Regions from separate parts of the Cricetulus griseus genome. Here region 2 is linked to region 1. The links are chromatin contacts, called in public Micro-C maps. All regions are on one chromosome and are shown on one strand. The core of a region is the stretch at or near the end of the contact, and the rest is flanking DNA. Distances in the headings are between cores, read along the strand shown. Region 1 holds the start of Tpbg (trophoblast glycoprotein). Region 2 holds the start of Ube3d (E3 ubiquitin-protein ligase E3D).

Evidence for each region. A called contact is a pair of places that touch in the nucleus more often than the background predicts.
Region 2: a Micro-C map of the CHO-K1 cell line shows a contact between it and region 1, with 2.5 times the contacts expected there. The contact joins the promoter of Ube3d here to the promoter of Tpbg in region 1. A contact is called at or near these places in 3 of 8 Hi-C or Micro-C datasets (the CHO-K1 cell line and fibroblasts).

The regions. Positions count from the first base shown.
Region 1 is chr4:196,020,191-196,026,687 of CriGri-PICRH-1.0, forward strand. It overlaps Tpbg (trophoblast glycoprotein), which reads left to right and starts at 4,980. Exons shown (of 1, transcript XM_035443829.1): 1 at 4,980-6,497. The coding sequence starts at 5,012. The coding sequence ends at 6,292.
Region 2 is chr4:196,578,179-196,585,306 of CriGri-PICRH-1.0, forward strand. Ube3d (E3 ubiquitin-protein ligase E3D) reads right to left here and starts at 3,168. Exons shown (of 8, transcript XR_004769708.1): 1 at 2,975-3,168.

The DNA.
Region 1 (6,497 bases), core at 3,730-6,229:
CATAGCTTAATGGTGCATTATGGTAGGAACATAGAGGACAAGTATTCTTAGAGAAAACAGATAGTAGAGGTTCAGTTCCCAAAGTTTCAGAAGGGAACAAAGGCTATCAAGCACTGGGTAGAGACCAGTTCTTGTTACATTCTGGCATAGAGTCTGCTGAAATTCTGCATGTGTCCTAAGAACTTGTGCGATGGTGAATTAAAAAGTCATGAATTAATGTCTTTGAGAGAAAGAATTCTAAGACAGCATAACCTCCGGCTGTGGTGTGGCTGCTGTTGTTCAGTTCTTTTATTCAGATCTACAGCAAGAGAGGGAGAGAGAGAGGGAGCCGGAAGATTGAGCCTCAAATGAAACTCGAGCTTGGGAATTTTAAACAGTGCTGGAATTCTTTTTTTGTTTTCTTACAGACAGGGTTTCTCTGTGTAGCTTTGGAGCCTGTCCTGGGACTCGCTCTGTAGACCAGGCAGGCCTCAATTTCACAGAGAGATCCTTTTGCCTCTGCCTCCAGAGTGCTGAGATTAAAGGCATGCACCACCACCTGTAACAGTGCTGCAATTCTTAAAGGCTATACAAACATTTGAAGTTGGTCCAAATCCATTCTGCATTATGGGATATCACCAAGGAGACATGACTTTGTACAGCCTGTGAGGGGTTATCTAGATTAGGTAAATTAAAGCGGGAAGACCCAACTGAACCATGGGCAACACCACAGTATTCAGTTTGACTGAAATTAAAGTTAGCTCTGTGTCTTTTACTTTTACTCGTTAAAAGTAGCAACTCTACCTTTTTTTTTTTTACCCTATACTAGTATCATTAACATGACTATAGATATAAATTATGATTGATAACTGGAAGGAGAATAATTAAGGAGAAAATAATAACAACAGTTGATTTTGCTGAGTGCATCCCAATTCTCATGGAAATCCTTTGCATTTTACTTGTGGTCTCATTTTACAGATTTAAGTAGAAGAAATATACAGAGTCCTCACAGCATGTAAGCATAGGAGCTATAAAACACTTTGTTTCTGGTCCTAGCTAGTTGGTAACCACAGGGGAAAAGTTGAAAGACAGGTATACTGCTTACCTAGCCACCTTCAGGCATACCTGACCTTTGACACTGCATGATACCACAGTCATCTATGTTCACTTGGGAAAACCATGTAACTGGATTACAAAACAAAAATGTTTTGAGTAAGTTTGAGGTAATATTTTGTTTATGATTTAACAAATAAAGCTTGCCTGAAGATCAGAGTGTGGAGCTAGCCACTAGTTAGCCAGAGAGGCCAGAAAGTGGTGGCACACACTTTTTTTTTTTTTTCTCCGTGGCTTTGGAGGCTGTCCTGGAACTAGCTCTTGTAGACCAGGCTGGTCTCGAACTCACAGAGATCCACCTGCCTCTGCCTCCCGAGGCAGGCTTGTGGCAGACACTTTTAATCACAGCACTGGGGAGACAAAGGCAGGCAGATCTCTGTGAGTTCAAGGCCACCCTGGGCTACATAGACTTGATCCAGTCTAAAAGAGAAACAGAGCCAGTCAGTGGTGGATCATGCTTTGATCCCAGCACTGGGGAATCACACATCTTTAATCCCAGCACTAGGGGAGATAGAGACCGGAGTGATATCATGGAGAGAGGAATATAAGGCAGGAGACAGAGCTCAAAGCATTCAGTCTGAGGATTGCTAGAGACATGATAGCCCCTTTGGTCTGAGGATTCAGTAGAGGTAAGAACTGGTGGCTGGCTGCTTTGCATCTCTGATCTTTCAGCATTTACCCCCATATATGATTTGGGTTTTTATTATTAAAAGCAATTAGAATTAGAGCTACATAAGTTTGTAAGTGTGTGTGTGTGTGTGTGTGTGTGTGTGTGTGTGCCCTTGCCTGCAGGTTGAATGCATTCTAAAAGACTGGGACTTTGCATATCTCAATCTAGCCTAGAAGTGGAATGTGAAGACATGAGATCTGAGCCTGGTTACATTTCCATCTTCCATTTGACAATGTCCTATACTTTACTTTCATGCCAGCTTTCTCATCCGTAAAACCGGAGTGAGGAGATTTATCTTGGTAGTGAGGTGCAGAGTAAATGGGGGCAATTGTTATCAAGTGGCATGACTAGGCAAGTAGAAGACAATCGATGCTGGGGTCAGATCCGCTCAAAGCCATAGTTTTTGATATTTGCTTTTTAAACTTGGAAAACTGAACAGAGAGGACACTGGACAGGACAATAGTCCTAACGCTACTGTATCTTGCCTTAGAGGTCTTTTGAGGATCCGATGAGAGTTTGTGTTGTTTTTCTAAATTCTAAAGAGCCAGAGCAGGGATTCACTTGCTCTTTTGACAGAATCAGATTTAAGACCATGCCAGAGGACCAGAAAAACCCTTCCCATGCCATTTACTTTATTACAAAAACTAGGCAGTAAAATTGCCTTTTTCGGTGGACAGTCTTCTGAGTTTTAGCACATGTATGCATTTATGTAACCATCTCCATGATTGCCATATAGAATAGGACTTCAGCTTCTGAGTCGGTTTCCCCCCCCCCCCCCCCCCCGCAAACGCTTTTCACATTTATATTGCAGAAACACTTAAACATAAGAGAAAAGGATTTAGATAAATGTGCTGAAGATGCAAATTAATGAAACTGTCTTTTTGCACAAATGTCTGCAGTCTCCAGGTTCTGCAGCTCCCCCCCACCCCCCGGGCCATTTTGGCTGGTGTTTGTGTAAACTCTCTTTCCACAGAAGGAATCAGCCACAGATTCAGAACTGGACCACCACAGCAATGGTGCATGCTGTGGAAACAATCCCTAACATAGTTAATGTGATCCCTTTTGTTTTTACTGGTCTTCGTTTTCCCAGCCATGTTTCTTCTGTCATTTTCTCTGTAAAATGAACAAGACTGGAATAACCCACACCTTTTACATCGGGGGAAAATTATTTGACTGGGGAAAAGAAGATACAGAGTTTTTGAGAGAGCAACGTCAGGGCTTTCAGAACTCCGGATCTCCCCGATTTAATGACATTAGTCTTCTAAGCATTCCAGTCCTTTCCCTAATCCATCACCCGGCGCCTGCCAGCGCCCCCTGGGAGACAGACTTTGGGACAAACTTCTTTCCTAGGTCAGCCCGCCCACCTCCCGCCGCGAGCGCTCCCTGCGTAAGTGACTTGTGCTGACACAACGCACCGAATCTGGTGGAGGGAGCTTTCCGGGTGACTCACGTCTTTGCTATTTGCCTTTATTTCTGGGGTGTTTTAGCTGCCGTTTTCTTCCCTCTGGTTTTAATTTTGAGAGGAGAGAAAAAAAAAAAAACCTCAAAATGAATCAAGAATGACTGTCCTTGCTACTAACCCTCCCCCACCTTAAAGTTGACTCTCTTCACAAGTTTCATAACTACCCAAGGCGTGCGGGGGTGGCACAGGTAGGAAGGCATTAACTAACTACTCCTGAATCTGAAGTTGCCAGCCTAACCGAGCCACGCGAGAGGACACTTTCTGAATCTCCCTCACAACCCGGGCGTTTGCCGCGGCGGATGTAACGTGTGCAGCTCGTTCCTTTCTACTGCTGCTTTGCGTTGATGTGGGTCACGCTGAAATCCATCTCAGCACTGCCAGCGATGCCCGAAGCAGCGTGAATTCCAAGACATCCTCCAGCCGTTTTGTTTCTGTCCAAGGTAAATACGCTGTGCAAAATACGGAGCCACCAAAGGATGCCAGGGAGGGGGATCAGAAGGGGAACCCCTCACGGTTCCCGGACGCGTGGCTCGTTTATCTCCGCCAGGAGAAGGCGCGCAGCCCCGATCCCCCTGGTCTCCCTCTTTAAAGCCCCCATCGGGCCACCGAGGTGGGCTGCGCGATCGCAATCTGTCCAGCAGCCCCGGCCCTCCCCCGCCCCCCGGCTTGGTTTTTCCCAGTCGTGGAGGTTGGGCTAGGGGCTAGGGTGCAAGGAGTGTCGGCGCCCGCAGCGGGAGACCGGGAGGCGCGGGGACTCGGAGTTGGCTTCAGAGGCGCCGGGCGCGGAGGTGAGCGGCGGGGACCCAGCGGCCAGGGCAGGATCCTGGGGGCGGGACCGGGGCTTCTTTGCACACTGGGGAGTGGGAGGAGCTGGGGGTCCTGGCTGCCAACCCGCCCACGGTCCCACGGCCGCTTTGTGGCGGGTTCCCTCCCCCTTTCTGGAGACGTCTGAAATCCCTTGGGATCTGAGGGGCTGGAGGGCCAACGAACTGGGGAGTTGGGAGTGGGCGACAGCTGTATGGCTCCGCACTCCTTTCCCCACTAATCCAAGAAGGTACGAAAAGAGATGGAAAGAGTCGCGTAACCAGAAACTTCGCTCTCATCCCAACCTGGGCGGGGAGGAGCGGCGGGGGCGGGGACCCCGGAAGGCAGGTGGTCGGCGGGGGCGGTAGGAGCGGGGAGCTGGGGACCGGAGAACTTTGCTCGTAGGGCCCAGAGGGCTCTGCGAAAAGTTCTAGGCGAGAGAAGAGTGCGATCCCGGCAGGAGCAAGGCGGGAGGTGGCTCTGGTACAGATGTGAGCCCGGAAGAGGCAGGCTTAGTGCCCGGGAGTGGGGATCGCGTCCTACGGTGGGGAAGGGCGCACGCGGAGGCTGGGGCCGGGTGGGGAATGTGGGGACAACTTGGCTCGTACTCGGGGCGCTGCGGCTGTCCTCACACTTCTCTCCCGCTTGTCCCAGGTCGCTCATCCTCTCCTGCCTTGCGAAAGGCGCCAACAAAAGAGTCGAGGAGGTGCCACCCCAGCGGCGACGGGAGGAGGAGCGCTGAGGCCCGAGTCGCTACCGGCCGTGCGTACTCGCTGGAGGGAAGGGCGGGGAGCCGCTCCGGGAGGGGAACGCCCGGTGGCGCGGGGTAAGCCAAGTTCCAGCTTTGGTGTGTCCCCCACCCCCTTGACTCCCACGCGAGGAAAGTTTGCAGCCGACGCTTGCGGCGGCTCGCGTCCGCTGGGCCCAGCCGGTCGAGCCTTCGGAGCGGGCGCCGTCCCAGCTCCGGAGAGCTGCGAGCCGCGATGCCTGGGGCGGGCTCCCGGGGCCCGGCCGCCGGGGACGGGCGGCTGCGGCTGGCACGGCTGGCACTGGTGCTGCTGGGTTGGGTCTCCGCCTCGGCTCCCAGCTCTTCGGTACCCTCGTCTTCCACCTCCCCGGTGGCCTTCCTGGCCTCGGGGTCTGTGCAGCCTCCACCAGCCGAGCGATGCCCCGCGGCGTGCGAGTGCTCCGAGGCGGCGCGTACAGTCAAATGCGTTAACCGCAACCTGATGGAGGTGCCCGGGGATCTGCCTTCTTATGTTCGCAACCTCTTCCTCACCGGCAACCAGATGACGGTCCTCCCGGCTGGCGCTTTCGCCCGGCGGCCGCCTCTGGTGGACCTGGAAACGCTCAACCTAAGTGGCAACCACCTGAAGGAGGTGTGTGCGGGTGCCTTCGACCATCTGCCGGGCCTGCGCCACCTCGACCTCAGCCACAACCCTCTCACCAACCTCAGCGCCTTCGCCTTTGCGGGCAGCAACGCCAGCGTCTCGGCCCCCAGCTCCCTGGTGGAGCTGATCCTGAACCACATCGTGCCCCCTGAGGATCAGCGGCAGAATGGAAGCTTCGAGGGCATGGTGGCCTTCGAGGGCATGGTGGCAGCTGCCCTGCGCTCAGGCCTTGCGCTGCAAGGGCTTCATCACCTGGAGCTGGCCAGCAATCACTTCCTTTACCTGCCTCGGGACTTACTAGCCCAGCTGCCCAGTCTCAAGCACCTGGACCTTCGGAACAACTCCCTGGTGAGCCTGACCTATGCATCCTTTCGCAACCTGACACACCTCGAAAAACTCCACTTGGAGGACAACGCCCTCAAGGTCCTTCACAACTCCACTTTGGCCGAATGGCAAGGCCTGGCTCATGTCAAGGTGTACCTGGACAACAATCCCTGGGTTTGCGACTGCTACATGGCTGACATGGTGGCCTGGCTTAAAGAGACAGAGGTGGTGCCGGATAAAGCCAGGCTCACCTGTGCATTCCCAGAAAAAATGAGGAATCGTGCCCTCTTGGACCTCAACAGCTCTGACCTGGACTGTGACGCTATCCTTCCCCCATCCCTGCAGACTTCCTATGTCTTCCTAGGTATTGTTTTAGCTCTGATAGGCGCTATTTTCCTCCTCGTTTTGTATTTGAACCGTAAAGGCATTAAAAAGTGGATGCATAACATCAGAGATGCCTGCAGGGATCACATGGAAGGGTATCATTACAGATACGAAATCAATGCGGACCCCAGGTTAACAAACCTCAGTTCCAACTCGGATGTCTGAGAAGCAGGACTGGTCAAGGACAGCTCTGCATGAGGTGTAGACTTCAAGTTTTTATGTTTTGTTTTGTTTTTTTGTTCTTTCTTTACTAGGCTTGCTCCACTTCCACCCTCCACCATGGACACCAATGACTTTGACTGAAAGCAGTGAAGGGATTTTGCTTCCTTGTTATGTAAAACTCTTGGTGTGTTCTGTTAATGTAAGAACA
Region 2 (7,128 bases), core at 1,918-4,417, 560 kb after region 1:
CTCAACAGTGTGCTACTTGGAGGGGAAAAAAAATCACTTATAAAGACACAAGTTTAAAGTATAAAGGCAGGAAGGGATGTTCATACAAACAGTGTAGTGAACTGATTTCTCATACAGATATTGAACTATCCAATGAGAAAATTACAGCCATAATTAAAGATCATGGAACAACTGGATATCCATAGATAATAAATACTTTGATTCCTACTTCACTGTGAACACAAAAAATTAATCCAATATACCAGAGATAGAAACAAAAGTGGTAACCCTCCTTAAAAACAAATGCAGAAAAGCTAAGCAGAGGGTCAGTCATGCTTAGGGTCCCAGAGACTTGGAAGCTGAGGCAAGCAGAGGGGTCCCTTTAAGCCCAGGAGTTCAAGGACTAGCTAGCACAGCAAGACCCATTACTAAATAGAGACATAGGTAAAAGAAACCTGGGGTGGGTCGGGGGAAGTATTCACAAAGTCGAGGTAGAAAAAGATTTAAGATATTAGACAAGGCTGGAAAAAAAAAAAACTTGAGAAACTGGATTTTTATTAAGATTTAAATTTCTGCTCATCAAAAGACAACATACTGAGTACCCCTAAGCCAAAAGGCCAAAATGCGCTGGAATGAAAATGATTCTGACCCATACCACTTTGCTAGAGATGCTCAAGAAGTCTATGCAAATACTACAAACTCTAGAAAGGTCCAAAATCACTTCAGGCCCACCCAGACCTTTTCCAATAAGACATATTCACTGTGTATTAGGAAAACAAAAATGTCTGCCACAGATGCAGGAAGACATCCACAAATCCTCACGCATGTGGCTTTCTATTGTTTCAACTTAGCAACAAGACTAACCAGTTTTTATTAGCTAGAGATGAACCTGCTTTTATTAGTTAGAAACCATAAGATACTTTACAAAATAACACACTTGGATTATCAAAAAGCAGACGAAAAAGTTCTCAACATTTTAAGTCACCAAGGATAAACCATAAAATAATTCCTCATCCCCATTAAAATGGCTCAAACCAAAAAGATTGGCCACATGAGAGAACTGTTTGACAGTTTCTCACAAAGAACTGGGCACCTCTATCCTACATTGCAGGATAATGTAGGATATTTCCTAATTTCACCCTTAAGTATTAATCCAAGGGTATACATGTCATAATAAGACAAGACATTAAACAAGGCTGGGGGTGTGGCTCAGTGGCAAATGCATTTGCCTAGTTCCAATACCCAGCTCCCATCACACACACACACACACACACACACACACACACACACACACACACACACACACAAATCTTATAAAGCAAATCTAATGCAGCTGACTCATAGTAAACACTTTCTGAAAATAAACAAAACATCCAGCAATAGAAGAATGAGTTTGTGGAATATCCAGACAATGGAAAATTACTCAGTAAGTCACAGGAAAGGAATACTAATATAAGCAACAACACAGATGAACCATGAATCTCACAGCCCTGTTGAAGGTTCCCAATGCTGCGGAGGCAGAGGCAGGCAGATCTCTGTGTGTTCAAAGCCAACCTGGTTTACATAGTAACTTATACTAGTCTTTGATGGTCTCTCAAAAAAAAAAAAAAAATGCTGGGGAAAGCAGAAACAAAACCCAATGCATGCTGTGAAAGCTATGTCAACTTGGCTACATCTGGAATGAACCTAAAATTCCAAAATGGAGTACACACCTGTGAGAGATTTTTGCTTAATTTGAAGTAGGAAGATTCATTTCTAATCCAGACCTTTGAGGTAGATGTGCCTTTATCCAGATCTGAGCTGGGATAAGCCACCTCTAATCTGGGCCACACATTCTGCTGGAAGGAACACCGAAGAAGGAAGTTCTTTGCTCTTTGCTTAGTTGCCCTGGCTCTCAAGTTCATCCCTTCACTGGGGTTAGAGCCTACTTCTTTGGGATTCCTAAGTATACTGAAGACCAGCTGAGCTATCTAGCCTCACGAACCGAGCAACTACTGGATTTTTTGGACTTTCCATTCATACATAGGCAGCCATTGTTGAATTAGTTGGACTGCAGCCTGTTAAGTCATTGTAATAAATCCCCTTTCTATATATAGAGATTCATTCAATAAATTGTTGCTCTAGAGAACCCTGACTAATACATGTGTCAACACAGGTCCAGAAACAGTGACATTGTGTGGAATGGCTGAATGAAGAACACGGTTGTTACTAGTGCAGGGGAAGTGACTGGTGCTAGAAGTCAAAGGTCAAACAGAGACAAATAAGCTGTCTAGCAAAGTAAGTTTCTTAACTTGCTTACAGGGTTTTTGTTTGTTTGTTTGTGTGGGGGGTAAGGGGTTGTATTTGGGAATGTTTGTACTCTTAATTACCAAACAAGATGGACAGAGCTTAAAGATATCTGTTTGAAATTATGACCCCACTCCTTTATCTAGCACTTCACCCTTCACCCCCATACTAGGGAGAGATCTCAGAGCCTGTACATGCTAGGCAAATGAGTTGCACTGAGCCTAGACTCAATCCCAATCGTAAAACTGAGGAAATTCAGATATACAGATATAGAGATACAGAGATAGATATGCTGCTCCAGAACACATTTTCAGACCTATGTCTGTTTGAAACACTTGTCACAGAGAAATAGGCAAAACCTATGAAGAGATCATTAAAACATTAAAACTGCTAACCGTAATCTAAAAAAGTCTATTTCCCCGCCAGGTTTCTTGTTTGTGTAGTAAATATGAAATCAAAAGTTTGCACACAGGCTGGGGAAACCGGCCAGTGGCTAAAGCGCTTGCCAGGCAAACATAAAGATCTCAGTTCGCCACCCGATCCCGTCCAGCGCACGCGCACATTGTCTCGCGCGCGCGCGCCTAAGGCCGCTCGCGCTCGCCCCGCCGTCCCGCGCCTCCGCGTTCCCGTCTCGCGCACGTGCACCGGCGCCTCGGTCGCGAGCATGGCTCGCACACGCGGTCCCGCGCACCGGCGCCTCCGCCCTTACCCCAGGATTAGCAGCGCGCTCTGCAGCCGTCTCCGCACTTCCAGGAACACGCGCGTTTCCGCCGCAGCCACCGCCATGGCCCACTGAGGCCCGCACACGAGACCGAGCCCGCAGTTACCAGAACCCGGACAGAGTGGGAGCACGTGTCGCAGGCGGCTCCCAGGCGGTGGCCGGGCGGGATCCTGTCGGCTACAGCGCCGCCTTGCGGGCGGAGAACGCACTGCTGAGGCGCGGACCCTGGAGTGCACCTCCCGCCAACCCTGCTCTTGCAGCACAGGGGAACAGAGAACAGAGCCAGAACAGAGAACAGAACAGGATGAGGGAGGGCTTGATCTGAGCACTTCTCTCCCTGAAATGAGCAGAAAGATCAAACTTGGGGGCCGGGAGGGATTCCTCTGGATGGCTTGGGTAGGAATGAGGAAGATAATGGAGCAGAAACAGTAGAGATGGGTACTTTCTCCATTTCCAGAGCTGAATGGCCGCCCCAAAGCCCACTTTATCTGAGTCTCCTCTTTTTGGAACTAGGACTGTTTATTAGCTTCCGTGTCCATTGTAACCAAAATGTCAAAGATCGATGGGGTATTGCATTCGCTTTACAGGATAGCTCCAAGACTGAAACAGTTGCAAAAGACGTAAGGTCTCTGTAAGCCATGAAAACACAGTGGGTAGAGTCTAGTAGCTTGTATTGAGGGACTAATCATTCATATAACTTTAGAGAAGCAAAACGAAAATGAGTAATTGCTGATGTACGCCCCCACTATACTGCAGAAATAAAAGACTCAGCGAAGTTATAATTTCATTGCTACTACAAGACACATTTTCAAAGTTTGACACAGTAAAGGATATGGTATGGTGTAAACAAATGTATCAGGCCATGGAATTTCAATAGGATTTCTTTAAAAATAAAAGGTTGTTACTTAAATCAATGATAGCTTGTATAAAGGAAATTGTCTTAGGGTTACTGTTGCTATTATGAAACACCAATGTAGGGGGAAAAGGCCAGCCAAAGAAACACACCCTGAGCAGAGCCAAAAGAAACACACTTTGGCCCTAGAATCAGAGCCAGTGAAAGAAATACAGAAGAAATAAAATTAGAACCAAAAGGCTGAAAAGGACCAGTGAAGGAATCACACTTTGGCCCTGAAACCAGAGCCAAATCTGACCCTGAACCTGAGCAGAAAACCAATCCCTGAGCACAAGATCTAGCCAATCTCAGCTCAGGGAATGAAATCTGACCAATCTCCACCCTGGAAATCTCCCTGGAAAAACTCTGCCTCAAAGAAGCCCTATATAAACCCCGTGTCTGTTCAGCTTGTGCTTGTGGGTCTGTCCTGCTGGTCCTCTTCCATCGTGGCAGAAGCAGCCACTCTCCTGGATTCTTCCCTCTTGATAAATCTCTTAAATGAGGTTTGGGTGAGACCTTCCTTTGCCGGAATGGAGTGGAGGAGAGAAACAACTTTTGCTAGAGCCAGAGCAAAGTAGAGCAGAGCAAGTGGAGCAGGGCTATAACACTTTAGCTGGGGAAACCTTCCCCTAGTGAAGCAGAGTTGTTACACTCCAAAAGACTGGAGTTTAGCTGTAACAACTTCACCAGGAAGCCCTCCCCTGCTGGATCGAGCAGAGCTGTTACACTGGGAAAACCTTTCCCTGAAGCAGGGTTGTAAGCTACTACATTTACTGTGACCTGTGGTATTCCTTGGCTCCAGATTGCCAGAATACCTTTCCAACCTAGTTGTAATACTCAATACTCTTTGGCTCCTGAGTGCCAGAATCCTTGCTGATCCTGAAAGGCCCCCAGAGACTCAGGCCCCCAGGATCTCATCCCAGGACCTCGGGCACCTCAATCACCATGAGGAGGCAGAAACTTGATGCAAACAGCAAGAGGCATTAATGAAAGGTGAACATTTGTCAAACGGGCCTCCTCAGCACGCAAGTTTGGCTCCAGGGCCGCCCCGACCTCTAGGCACTGCCGGTTTTAAAGGCAAAAGCCACAGCTGTTGAGTACGTGACCAGAGTCACAGGTTCCTAGGAGGCCCTTTGTCTTGAGGGGAGGGCTGGGAATCAGATGGCCTCCTGACCCACCAGTTGTAAACCCGAAGACCTCAGGATGTGCTAACTAAACTTGCCTGAGTAAATTGTTAATTGTTGACACATTGGCCAGTGAGCCCCTCAGGGGAGGGTAGCCATCTGGGAATTCTTGGTACCCAGTTATCTTTTTTTTTTTTAATTTATTTATTAGTTCCAGTTAGGGAACAAGCTTGTTTCACATGTAAGTCCCTTCTCCTCTCCCCCCCTCACCCCCATCCCTCCTCCCCCACCCCAGCCCACCCCCCCACTCCATCCACCCACCACTCCCCAGGCAGGGTAGGGCCCTTAACAGGGGCTCTGCAAAGTCCACCAAATCTTCCTGTGCTGGTACCCAGCTATCTTATGGCCTTGTAAGGGAGTAATTGCTGGTGGTTGGTAAATTCCAGGCACTAAGTCATAGTAGTGGCCTTGGTCAGTTTCTGGGCTATATTTCTTTGCTAATTTTTAAGTCTTTCAATCCAACCTGTTGAAATGCTTACAGCCATGACTAAAGAAACTTGGAGAGGAAAGGGTTTATTTAGTCTATACTTCCACAGTACTGCTCATTGAAAGAATAGAAACTCAAACAGGGCAGAATCCTGGAGGCAGGAGCTGATGCAGGAGCCATCGAAGGGTGCTGCTTACTGGCTTGCTCCCAGGACTTTGCAGTCTGCTTTCTTTTTTTTAAAAAAAAAAAAAAACAAAAAACAAAAATATTTTAATACCTTTAAAATCCAATTTTTTCTTTAAAATCATTTATGAAAAAGATTTTCAAGTCAGAATTAACACCTCAATTAGCCAAGTGTCAGGAAGCTACATTACAGCTACTTATTTTACACAGAGGAGTCTTTGCCCTCACTTCCTCCCAATGCCTGTTCCAGACTTGGTTGGAGTCTCTCCACAGCCCAGCCTGGTTCCATAATTTCTTCAGATCACGAAAACTGAATTTGTTGGACACCAGAAATCTGTTGATAGGACGTCGTGTAAACCATAAGCAGTCTCCTTTCTTATAGGACCCAGGGCCATTAGACCAGAGATAGCACCACCCACCATGGGTTGGGTCCTTGCCAGTCAATCACTAAGAAAATGCCTTGCAGCTGGATCTTATGGAGGCATTGTCTCAATCAAGGTTCCTTTCTTTCAGGCGACTCTACTTTGTGTCAGGTTGACATAAAACTAGCCAAGACAGAAATCCAATTTATTGTTGTTCCATTTCATAATTTCATAGTTATAATTACCACACACCAAACCTGAAGCATTTCTAAACAAGTTCTTTAAGCCAATCATTATGGTGTATACCTGTAATCCCAGTATTAAGGAGGCTGAGGCAGGAGGATTGCTGCAAGTTCAAGTCCAGTTTGGACTATATAGTGAGTGCAGGGCCATCCAAGGCTATGTGGCAAGACCCTACCTCAAAACAAAACAATCCTCAGTATATTGAAGAACAGTAACATCAGACCAGTTTTCTAATTACTCTTTGAGGTGCTTCATGTGGATCATGTTACATGAATTCCCATTTCATCCCAACAATTTGAAATCACAGGTGGGAATAATAGCTTTAAATAAAATAAGCTGGGTAGTGGTAGCGCACGCCTTTAATCCCAGCACTCGGGAGGCAGAGGCAGGCAGATCTCTGTGAGTTTGAGACCAGCCTGGTCTACAAGAGCTAGTTCCAGGACAACCTCCAAAGCCACAGAGAAACCTGTCTCTAAAAACAAAAAACAACAAACAAACAAACAAACAAAAACTACTCTTTGGTGTCACCTCATTTATTTGAAGGACAATTGTCATCTTCCACTTTTAACACTTAATGTAGAATGCTTAAATATTGACACATAGTGAAATGCACAGCATTCTCACAATAGTGTGCTCCTTATAAGTGGTTTAAAGCTTGTATACACAAAAATACTTGTCAAAACTTTCCTTCCTTCCTTCCTTCCTTCCTTCCTTCCTTCCTTCTTTCCTTCTGCCTGCCTTCCTTCCTTCCTTCCTTCTTTCCTTCTGCCTGCCTGCCTTCCTTCCTTCCTTTCTTTTTGAAACAGGGTTTCTCTTCTGCGCTATGGTCCAGACAAAACTCTTTGGAGTAA